Linked DNA regions of Mus musculus: region 2 is linked to region 1. A link is a contact called in public HiChIP or PLAC-seq data. All regions are on one chromosome and are shown on one strand. The core of a region is the stretch at or near the end of the contact, and the rest is flanking DNA. Distances in the headings are between cores, read along the strand shown. Region 1 holds the start of Marchf4 (membrane associated ring-CH-type finger 4). Region 2 overlaps Xrcc5 (X-ray repair complementing defective repair in Chinese hamster cells 5).

Region 1 (5,455 bases), core at 776-3,275:
GCATGTGATAGGGAAGCAGAGGACTGGAGAGGGGCAGCTGGAGTCTTTGAAGAGGTGGGTAGGGTGGGGCTTGGGGTCCACAGTGTTCCTGTGTTATGGAGGAACCTTTCTTATTGGCTCTTCTTATAACCCCTCCAAGCAGCAAATAAATTACCCTCTTGGACTGACAACTGTGAGTCAATGATTCTGAACGCTACTAAGGAAATGCAAAGTAAAAAAAGTTTTTCTTGCTCTAGCAGCCCCGCCCCAACCTCAGACTTAGTTCTGGCTGCTGTCTCCTTTCTGTCTTTGACCCCTGAACACTGCTGGGAGTAGGGCAACAGAAGCATCGGGGCTGGGATGCATGACCAATGTCTAATAGTTAAAAGTTCCCAAAGAAAGGGTTGCTAGGTTCTTCTCAATTCTCTAGGCTGTGGTAAATCTCTTTTATATAAAAACGGTGGATATAAATCAAATTTGGAGCAGCTTAGGGAACTCAGCTCAGTAAAGAATTGAGAATTGCACATGAGAGAGAGAGAAAGACAGACTGTCTCAGGTAGTATGAAGTGGTTGGGGAAAGGCAAGATTGGGTGGGGGTAGAAGACGTCCTAATTCTCTTGGGCAGAAAACCAGGACAATTGACCTCCAGCAGCACCAGAGTTGCTTTTAAGAGAGGAATTAGGGGGGCTGGTTGTGGGTGAAATTGGGCAAAGAGCTTCGCCTTGTGCTTCGCCTATGCAGCCAAAAGGCTACACAGAAGAGGTGGGATATAGGGCGGTGGACCGGGAAAGGATGGAGGAAAAAGAGATCCTTAACCCTCGGAGGGCTGCTGCCTTCCAGAGCTTAAGGTCCTGAATAGAGGAAGGGTGTGTGTTTGGGGTTGAGAAGGTGACAGAAGGATCTGAGAAAGGAGGTAGCGAAGAGGGGCTTGTGGGAGGGGAGAGTAAAGGGGAATAGTTACATGATCTCAGCCCCCAGCCCACTCCAGCTGCAGTCTGTAAGTCGGAGGCCCCTCCCCTTGGTTCCATCAAAGGTCCCTTCGGGCGAGGTTCGAGAGCTGGAAAATGGGCAGGTCCGGGCTGGAGAGTGGCTTCGCTTTCTCCTCCTCGTCCTCTTCTGGGTCGCTGTCGCCCTCCTCCTCCTGCTCTGGGTCTGCACGCGCCCGGCGCTGCTGCTGTGGCGGCAGAAGCGACTGCTGGTCTGCGTCCTGGTGTCTCCCAGGCGGGGGCTGCTCCAGCTGGTCCTCTGGCTGCTGCCCGCGGTCCAGCGCGGTCGCGACTCCAGGCTTCATGATCCTCCTCCTCTTCCTTCCCGAGGGGCTGGCCCTGAGCCCCCGCACCCGGGCAGTGCTGCCATGCAACCACAGACGAGGCAGGCGTGGGGGTAGGGGCGGTGGGGAAGTGATGGGGAGAATAAAAAATAAAATAATACTAATGGAACAATTCAGTTCTCGGATAATCAGGAAAGAGTGCTTCTGGTGGGTGGGGGTGGAGGAGGGCGGCTGTCAGGTCCTGTCGACAGCTCTGCCCCCGCTCCCCCCACCTTGGGCGGCCTCGGCCCGCTCTTTGCTCCCACCCCCACGCCGCCCCTCCTTCCTCCGGCTGCCTCTGGCTGGCTAGGCTCGCTTGCTGTTGCTACCTCTCCCAGATGCACCGAGGTAAGGCTTGTTTGCGGTGTAAGCTGAAGGTGGGGAGGAGGAATAGAGACGGTGTGGTCGAGATGGTCAGACAGACGGCACTTGGCTCCAGCTTGGTCCTGGAGACTCCCCAGAACCGTATATAAATATATCTCTTAGAAAAGCCGAAAAGGAAACAAATCAGATTCTAGCCTGCTGCCAGGTGTTGTCTTCCGCGGTTGCTCAGCACCCGCCGCCGCGACTGCTGCCCCCCTGGCTCAGTTCCCAAAGGGGTGGTGCTGGAAGGGAGGTGCCGGGCGGTAGGCTGGCGGTCCGAGGACTGGAAACAACCTTCTTAGAGCGGAGAAGGCACCCAGCTACTCCCACCCGAGCGGCCGTGAAGCCGCTGCTGCGTTCAGCACCTGGGTGAGTGGACAGCTCCCACCCAGACCCCGCGCGTCATGCCAGTGGGGGCCTGACGCAGACGCCGCTGAGGGATGGAGGAGGGAAAGAGCGAGAGACTAGGAGAGAGGGAGCCACAGGAGGAGAGAGAACTGTTTGAAGGAAGAGGAAGAAGATAGGGAGGAACCAGGGGAAAGGGAGGTACGAAGAGAAGGAGGGATTTAGGAGAGGAGGGAGGAGGCAGTGAAGAGTAAAGGAGGCAGAATGGGAACTTGGGTGGTGGAGTGATGCGTGTATTCACTCCAATGTCTTTTCCCAGATAGAAAGAATTCGGGTGGACAGCACCATTCGTAAGCTCCCTGTCCACCGTTCGTCCCTCTCACCGCTTCCCTCAGCACGTATACACCCAATACAGTTTCCTTTTAACCAAAATCTATGATGCTCTTCTTTACACGCACTTAAAGTAGATGTCACTTGGTAGCTTTAGAAAGGATAAAGTTTTGTGACTTCCATATTGAAGCTGGCCCCTGGTGGAGATTAAATCTCTCATGACTTTAGAACTCACGAGAAAAGTGCTTCTTAAACCTTGAAGCATTTTTGCCTTCTAGAATTTAAACTGCAACAAGAAAGGAAATGTCCTCTTTCATCTTCTCTCCTCTCTCCTCCCCCTCCCCCTCCCCTCCCCCTCGACCTCCCCCTCCTCCTCTTCCTTCTCTTCCTCTTCCTTCTCCTCTCTCCCTTCTCTCCCTGACCCTGCATTATGTGTTGGATTCATTTTTATTCTCATATGCCTAAGTCAACCTAATATTCCTAGGCTTGAGGTAAAATACATATTTGTTATATAGCCACCATTACCAGTGTCATCTTTACTTCAAGCTGTTACGTTCTTTCGGCTGTGACTCATAAGAATCCAGGGCAATAATATACCCTCATGCTAACTAAAATCCCTAGCCTTCCCCCATCCGAATTTTCCACAGAGCCACCAGCGAGGAGAGATTGGAAGTTGACTTTAATTTCCTCTGCCCTTTCTTCTTATTTGTACCACTCTACCCATCCTTGTCAAGGCATTTCCAATGAACAGAAGAGTATTCCTAAATGCAGAGACCCAGAGAGAAGGAAGCCCAAAACAAGCTGTATCAATACTTGCTGTTTACAACTGCAGACTTGGGCCATTTGTAATTTAGAATCCCACTCCGCCCCACCCCTGCCACTACTGTTAGGGTCACAGACTTAGAAAACACACTGCAATGAGTCATCTACAGAGCTGGGCTAATTATGCTAATGCACTTAGAAATTCTGATGCTGTAGACAGAGTAGAATGTAAAATCACCACACCAAAATATCACTGGCATGAAAGCTCGCTCAGTGAGTCATAAGGAAGCTGCCCTTTTGTTGGTGTCTCCATGGATATTCATCGCCCTGAGCCCGAGGGAGCGGATGATCTCTAGGTCTTGGCCAACCAAGCATGGCTGCTTGGCTGAATCATGTCCCAGCACCTGACATGGAGGCTGAGAGCCTGCTCAAAGTCAGTATTTGAAAATGATGCTAGAAAAAAAGAAAGAAAGAAAGAAAGAAAGAAAGAAAGAAAGAAAGAAAGAAAGAGAAGGAAGAAAAAGAAAGAAAAGGAAAATGATTCCAGAAAAAAATGATAAAATAAAAAGAAAGAAAAAGAAAATGATGCTTGCTAGGCCACTAAGATGGCTCAGAGGTGAAAGTGCTCGACCCCACGCCTGGCCAGAACTTGATCCTAGGGGTTCCTGGTGGATGGAGAAAACTTCCTGCTGCGACTTTTTCTCTGACTTCCATGTGTATAGCATGACGCACAATGCTCCCCCACATACACACATATAATAAATACAATAAAAACAATGCCAATGTTTTAATAACAATAAAACAATGCTTATATTATTGATACTTGCGTGAACACTGCTGCAGAATAAACTTTATTAGAAAGCACCTGTGTTCTGCACTACCCTGCATCTCTGCCTCTGGTGATATAAAACTGACCTCATCACGTGCTTGAGTCCCTCTGTATAACTCAGACGTCCTTGCACGGACCAGTATTTGTATTTTCAGCAGGAACATACTGTGCAGCACTCAAAGACCAGCAGGTGATCAGGGAAAAGACCTAAGGGATCAACGGCCTTTTTTCAATGAAACTGCATATTTCTCCCCTTCAATGTAAACATGACTGAGTACATGTCCCATTTAATTTGAGTTTTAAGGTTTTATAACTATGAAATACTAATTTCTGCTGTGTTGTGCGGTGAACTGGAACAGGAAATAGAAAGGCCACATCTGGAGCCTGCATTCAGAACTGTAGAGATGGGTGATGGCCAAAAGAAGACTGTCTTGTCCCACCCTGCTGGTGCAAGTGAAAGATTTCCGTAACTAGAAAGCTACTAATAATGGAAGGACAATTGGATTGTCTATAGAAAGACAGAATTTTGTGGATTCTGTTTAGAATGTAATACGAATCCTGCAGAACATCTTACTGAATTAGGCTCCCACTATGTTAGTGTTGAATCATGAGCCTCAAGAGGAAAAACAACCATAAAGAAAATGTTAAATCAATGGGTCTCCATTTAAACACTCAGAAAACATTTACTGAACACCAATCATAGGTAAGGAATGGTGTTGGGAGATACGGGAACACACAAATGAATTGGTTAGAGCTGAATCCTCGAGAGTCTCATGTCAGAAACACAGGAATAATGATAATGTGAGGCACACAATAAGTGCTATCAAAGTATAAAAAGTTGTAGGAGGGTTCAGACTAGGGAGGTAATGCCTACAGTTCAGCAGCAATTAGGAGAGGTGGGAAGAGTTTGGGGGAGTTAGGGATCAGTGCCAGAGTTCTGGGAAAGCCTTTTTCAAGAGATGACATTCAAGCTGAGTTAAAAGACATAGAATTCAGAAGAAGGAAGCCGTTCTTGGCCTCAGGAACACAGAATACGTCAGCCCTTCCACTCGGTTAGGCTGCCTAGAAGGTGCTTAGAGGCAAGTAACTGAAAGTACAGGCAAGAGGATGGGTGGAGCCAGTGTCTAGAAGGTTCTAAATGCCCCTCTGTGAGATTTATTCATTGACCAGGTTCTTGTTTTAATGGCTTTAAAGATTTGGAACTGAAGGTGAAGGGCGAAAATAAACTTTATCCCTGAGCAGGTTAATTAACTGGATGGGATTTCATTGCTAACAGGTAGGAAGCAATCAATATTTTTCATTTCACGCCAGAAAGTTCTCAGCTCCTTTAATAGATTTATTCCCTTAAATGAGGATGTTTTCAGATATATTTCATTACATACAAAGATGCTGGGGTCATCTGAATTTCAAGAACAGTGAAGGAATGAGAGATTGAAAGAATAGGTTTAGGAAGAAATATTAGGACACTTAGACATACAGCCTGACTCATTCCAGAGGCTGTTGTACTTAATTCTCTAAACAGGGAGGCTCTAAGGGAT
Region 2 (5,455 bases), core at 834-3,333, 160 kb before region 1:
TGATCCTTCAGCAGGGAAGGTGTGCAGGGAAGATGTTATGTAGTAGAGGGAAGACAGGTGAGCAGTGGCTGAGGAAGTGTCCAAAGGTAGGTCATAAAGGTTGGGTAAGAGATCCCCCAAAGTACCCTGAACACTTTCTAATGTTTATGGTGTTGGCGGCACCTTTCCCAAATATGTTTTTGTTATTTTTGTCCCTTCACTGTCTGACTGTTTTAGACCACTTCCGAGTCACTTTTAAGTGCCCTTCATTTCTAAATTCATTCTCTCAGATCTTTCCATCCTAAGTACTGCTGTGCTATCCCAAGCTTTCATTCTTTCACCACTGGTCAGATCCAGCATCCTATGTTAGTTATCCATAAAGTTCTTATCTTCAGTCTAGCCCATGAGTTTGTATAGATTTAGCTTAGAGTATGCAGGTCAGCCCTTTTTAATCATGCACCATGTCTTTGAAATCAGTCCACCATCTAAGACTTACTGCCATGCTCTGACACATTCACATTATTCTCATGGTCTCTTCTGCGAAACCTATACTCAAACCGTATTCCCAGTGATCCCTTCCAGACGGGAGCTTTCTTTTCTGTCTATGCTTGCTCATGCTTTTCTATCTGAAAAACAAAAACCCATTATCTTTTCTCTTTCCCAGACGTACTCTGAAAATGCCTTTGCTTTCAGAGCCTATAGGTAGTAATGTCTAGTTATTGTTTTCTTATAGTATATGTAATTTGTTATCTTGGTAATGTAGTTAGTGAGTCCATCACCAGTGAGACAAAATGACTAAAATGTTTTCCTCTGATGCCTGCACCCCGCCAGCTCATAGTGAGCTACTTTGTTCGTGTTGTTAACTCTAACAGATGAGAGCTTGGAAGGAACAAAAATTTGAATTTTTGAGTTGCACCAGAATTTTTTCTTTGATTATTTCAATCAGTTTCCAAATTCTAAACCTAAGAAAGAAGAAACAGAACATATTAGTTACTTTTCTCACTGCAATGGCACAATTCTTGACAACAGCATCTTGCAGAAGAAATTCTTTATTTTGGCTCACAGTTTGTAGGGAGACTGTCCTTAGTAGTAGGGAAAACATGGCAGCAGGATGTGAGGTAGCTGCTCACACTGCAGCCACAGCCATGAGTCAGAGAGACATGAATGCTGGTTCTCTGCTTGTTTTCTCTTATTTTCAGTCTGGGACCCAGTCCATGAGTTGTCACTTATGTCTTAGTCAATGTTCCGTTTCTGTGAAGGAAGAGACACACACTCACTACAGCAACTCTTATAGAGGAAAATATTTCATTGGGGGTGGTCTACAGGTTCAGAGCCTTAGTTCGTTATCATCATGGTGGGAAACATGTGGCAGGTAGGCAGACAAGGTGCTGGAGTGGTAGCTAAGAGTTCTACATCTTGATCCCCAGGCAGCAGGAAGAGAAAGAGATACTGGGCTTGGTTTGAGCATTGGAAACCTCAAAGCACACACGCAGTGACACTCTTCCTCTAACAAGGCCACACCTACTCCAACAAGGCCAGACTTCCTAATAGTGCCACTCCCTAGTGACCAAGCATATGAGTCTGTGGGGCTATTCCTGTTCAAACCACCACAACTACTCACATTGAAGGTGGGTTTTCTCTCAGTTAAACTCTGGAAATTCCCTCAAAGATACAACAGAGATATGTTTCCTAGGTGATCCCAAGTCCAGGAGAGTTGGCAAAGAAGATTAACTACCACCTAGAGAAATATAGCTTTTCTGTATTTTGAACTCTAGATATTAAATGTTCTTCATTAAGCAATAGAAAATAATGTAAATGAGAGAAAAAGGAGACGATCTGAGGAGTTCTTAAGGAAAGGAGCTGGATTAACAAAGGGTGTTAGTGGAGTTCTAGAGGATTTATGTAGAATATGGTTTTCTGAAATGCCTGGTAGTGATATTTCAAGAGTGACGCAGATTCTTGATGTGCTGTGTAAACAGTGTGCTGCCTCTGCTCTGGTGTGCACAGAAGCACCTTTCATTGCTGGCTGCCTGTGTGGAGGCTGACTCATCACTCACTCTGGAGTGTCAGCTGATACATGAATTTCAATTTCATTCAATTACCAAGTTTTAATTGGATCCCATTGCCAGACTGGTCCCCTGTTCCAGACTGTCTCCTCTAAGCTATGCTGTTACTATGGCTACTTGGTTCCTTCTGCTTTATCCCTGATGTCATCCCTGCAGCAGTGGATGACATCAACACCTACTCAGGTAGACTCCAGACAGTTACTGCAAAGCACTGTCACCTTGCACTTGCTTTCTTCTTACTGTCCATCTGGAATAGGAGCAGACCATGGTGGTAAGGCTCTTAATTTCCCTGTATCTCTTTTACTTAGTAACTTTTGCCAAGTGTAAGAGTTCTGGGACCTTAGGAACTTGTGGAAGCCATCTTTCTCTTCCCTTCCTGACTCTCAATGAGCCCAGTGCATTCTTTTAGGAGTATGGCATATACTGTACATAACCATCTGTCGTACAGTTTACATAAATGAGCCAAAAGACATCGCTTGCGTATTTAACAGAATGTCTTCCTTTGCTTGCTTGCTTATGGTAGCTTGGTGTAGGTTTTTTTTTTTTTTCTCTCCCTCTCTCTTCAAATGTATTTCTTTTTTTCTGGAGCTGGAGAGGATGAATCATTTCAGAGAGAGAATAATCTTTGTTCTGTATTACACTGCTATGTTGCTATATTTCTTGTGTTAATTGATGATCTTTATGCTTTCTGAGAAATGTTCAGTGGGCTTTTAATGTTTAACATATGTGTTTTTAATGAAAAAAAAAACCAACAAAATCATAATATGCTATGGAGTTCTTCCATTGACCATGGAATTTAAAAATTGCCATCGGCCCTGGAGGAGATCTGGTCTTAAAACCAACTGTTTCAGATGAGGAATACTATCCATCCAGATTTTAGAATGATATGTTGTTATGCTTTGTATCATGTGCTTGGGTTCACAGCCTACAACCTCACCTCACTGGATGTTACTTTTCTAGTTTCTTCTTAGCTCACACTACAGGGTAAACTAAGGTCGAGAGGCCTTCAATATCTTCCTTTCTTGTAGCTACAGAAGTAGGACTCACAGTTAACACAAATAAAAACAAAAATAAAACAAGAGAGCTCTCATAGTCCTTAGGAATAGAATCTGACAATAAAGACTTGCATTTACTCTGCTCCCTGCGCCTGCGGTTTTAATTTAACACATCAATGAAAAGACAGCATTTAAAAAGGGAGGGAACACCCAGCAGGACTTACTTTTATTAGTGCAATTTGTAAGAAATTACTGCATTTAATGAGAAAATCGTTAAGCATGAAAAAAACGGGCTGAGATGGAACTTGTGGAGCTTAGAGGGTGAGGTTTTAATTGAGTTTTTTACTTATTGGAGAGAGATGGTGATAACGATGATGTTGTTGTTAATAATAATAATAATCGTCTGGGGCTGCACCTCTTCTATGAGGAGGTCAGCACTCTGTATTTAGTTCTGCTCCCCTGCTACCCAGCATGCGTAGTGTGATAGTGTTGGGGACCCTTGTGTACCTGTGGACCCTTTTTCTCTTTCTGTGAGGAAGCCACAGCATTGTGCTAACTGGGGGATTAGGAGGCAGATCCCTGCAGAACAGTTCCTAAGGGGCAAAGGACAAAAGAGGCAAAGGGCGAGTGATGTGTCCCTCACTGCTGCGTGAACAGGCAATTTCAGAGGCCATTTTCAGGCTCATAAACTTTATGCCTTTTTGAAAAGTTCTGTGTCTTTTGATTTCTTTTTCCCCAATGAGAATATTCACTAGAATTTGTAAAAATGGAAGCAAGGAACACAGACATCCAAGGAAAACTTCTTGGAATCTTAGGTTAAGAAATAAATCGGGGTGGGGTTGGAGAGATGGCTCAGTGGTTAAGAGCACTGACTGCTCTTCCAGAGGTCCTGAGTTCAATTCCCAGCAACCACATGGAGGCTCACAATCATCTGTAATGGGATCTGATGCCCTCTTCTGGTGTGTCTGAAGATAGCTACAGTGTACTCATATAAATAAAATAAATAAATACATTTTTAAAAAAAGAAAGAAAAAAGAAAGAAATCAGCCTGTCTTTTGTTGTTTGGGGAAAAGTATTTAAAATACCTTCTTTTTGTACTTAGCTACTTACCAGTTTGACCCCTGTGAGGACATGGGTCCTATGGGAGTCACTCAGTTACTTCTAGGACCTCCTGTATATTTCCACAATCATGTGGTGGTATGGTAACTGCTGTTGTGTCCTCCCATGTTAAATATCATATATATATATATATATGTATATATATATATATATAAAATAAAATATGTATATACACACATATATATATGAAATATATATATATATATGAAATGTATGCCACTTAGATAAAGCTGTTATACGTAGTAAAACTAATGGTTATTATGTGACTCTCTTTCTGTAGAGTAAAACTTATTAAATAAAAAAAGCAAACATCTAGTAAAAGTTTCAGATGTGCTGGTGAAGCTTTGTAGCCACTTAATTGGGTTTTGTTGTGTCCCACCTCATTAGAGAGGAAAGAGAAAGTGTTGCAAAGGCTGTCTTACTTTATCGTTTATATTAAATAATACCTTGTTCATATCCAGTTCTCCTGGAAATATCCAGTTCAAACAAAGGGGTGGTCATTTTTGTTACCTCATGATAAAGGCACACACCAGGTGGCCCGTAGATCTAAACCTCACTCTACCCCTGTACACATTGCATGGTCAAGGCCTGGGAGGCCCAGGCGGCCCCTTGCCAGTTGCCTTTCCCATTCTCCTAGGTCTATAGACTTCTGCAGGGTTCAGTCAAAGGGAAATTGTGACAGAAAAACGGTATGGGGATTGGCGGAAATGTCAGAGTATCTCCTTTCCTGTGATGGGCAGCATCTCTGGTCCTTCATGGCTCTGCCTCCAGTTACCCCATATTCCCTGTTCTTTTTGCAACATGGCACAAGGTACTAAAGGCTGCTTGCCATGTGCTGCTTGCTTCTGCCTTACATGGATGGCTTCATAGCTCTTCATCCTGCGAGTAAGGACTGCTTGGGTTACATTTCCTGTGGCAAATATTTAAAGCGAATTCTTTCCTTCTGGCTGATAAACTTGCAAGCTCTACCCACAGCAGCTGATTCATATCCTAGATCAGTGGTTCTCAACCTTCCTAACACTGCCACCCTTTAATACAGTTCCTCATGTTGTGCTGACCCCAACCATAAAATTATTTCGTTGCTACTTCATACCTGTAAATTTGCTACCTTTGTGAGTCATAATGTAAATCTCTGTTTTCTGATGGTGCTAGGTGACCCCTGTGAAAGTGTTGTTTGACCCCCAAAGGGGTTGTGCCACACAGGTTGAGAACTGCTGTCCTAAAGAGAAACAAAAAGGGAGCCATTTTGTGATCATTTTAGCTGCCTGTTGTAAAATCTACACCACAGACTCCCTT

What was found. HiChIP or PLAC-seq counts read pairs in DNA pulled down with a chosen protein or histone mark.
Region 2: an H3K4me3 HiChIP or PLAC-seq map of forebrain shows a contact between it and region 1, with 4 times the contacts expected there. The contact joins the enhancer-like site here to the promoter of Marchf4 in region 1. A contact is called at or near these places in 4 of 39 promoter capture datasets (cranial neural crest, embryonic stem cells, hippocampal neurons and 1 more), 6 of 484 Hi-C or Micro-C datasets (the AtT-20 cell line, the N1E-115 cell line, cerebral cortex and 2 more), 7 of 115 datasets of contacts at active chromatin or transcription factors (VIP interneurons, astrocytes, embryonic forebrain and 4 more) and 3 of 9 other capture datasets (adipose tissue, liver and pancreatic islet).

What each region holds. Positions count from the first base shown.
Region 1 is chr1:72,535,134-72,540,588 of GRCm38.p6, forward strand. Marchf4 (membrane associated ring-CH-type finger 4) reads right to left here and starts at 2,026. Exons shown (of 4, transcript NM_001045533.2): 1 at 1-2,026. The coding sequence starts at 4. It also overlaps a transcript of Smarcal1 not described here.
Region 2 is chr1:72,370,623-72,376,077 of GRCm38.p6, forward strand. All of the region lies in intron 16 of Xrcc5 (X-ray repair complementing defective repair in Chinese hamster cells 5), which reads left to right. Among named protein-coding and RNA genes, the nearest start is that of Gm39661, 40 kb to the right of the region's middle. Within about 2 kb of position 2,084, at least 59 of the 459 cell types and tissues checked have an H3K27ac peak or open chromatin away from gene starts, as enhancers often do. A contact at or near this core is called in the AtT-20 cell line, the N1E-115 cell line, cortical neurons and 3 more, where this site is marked.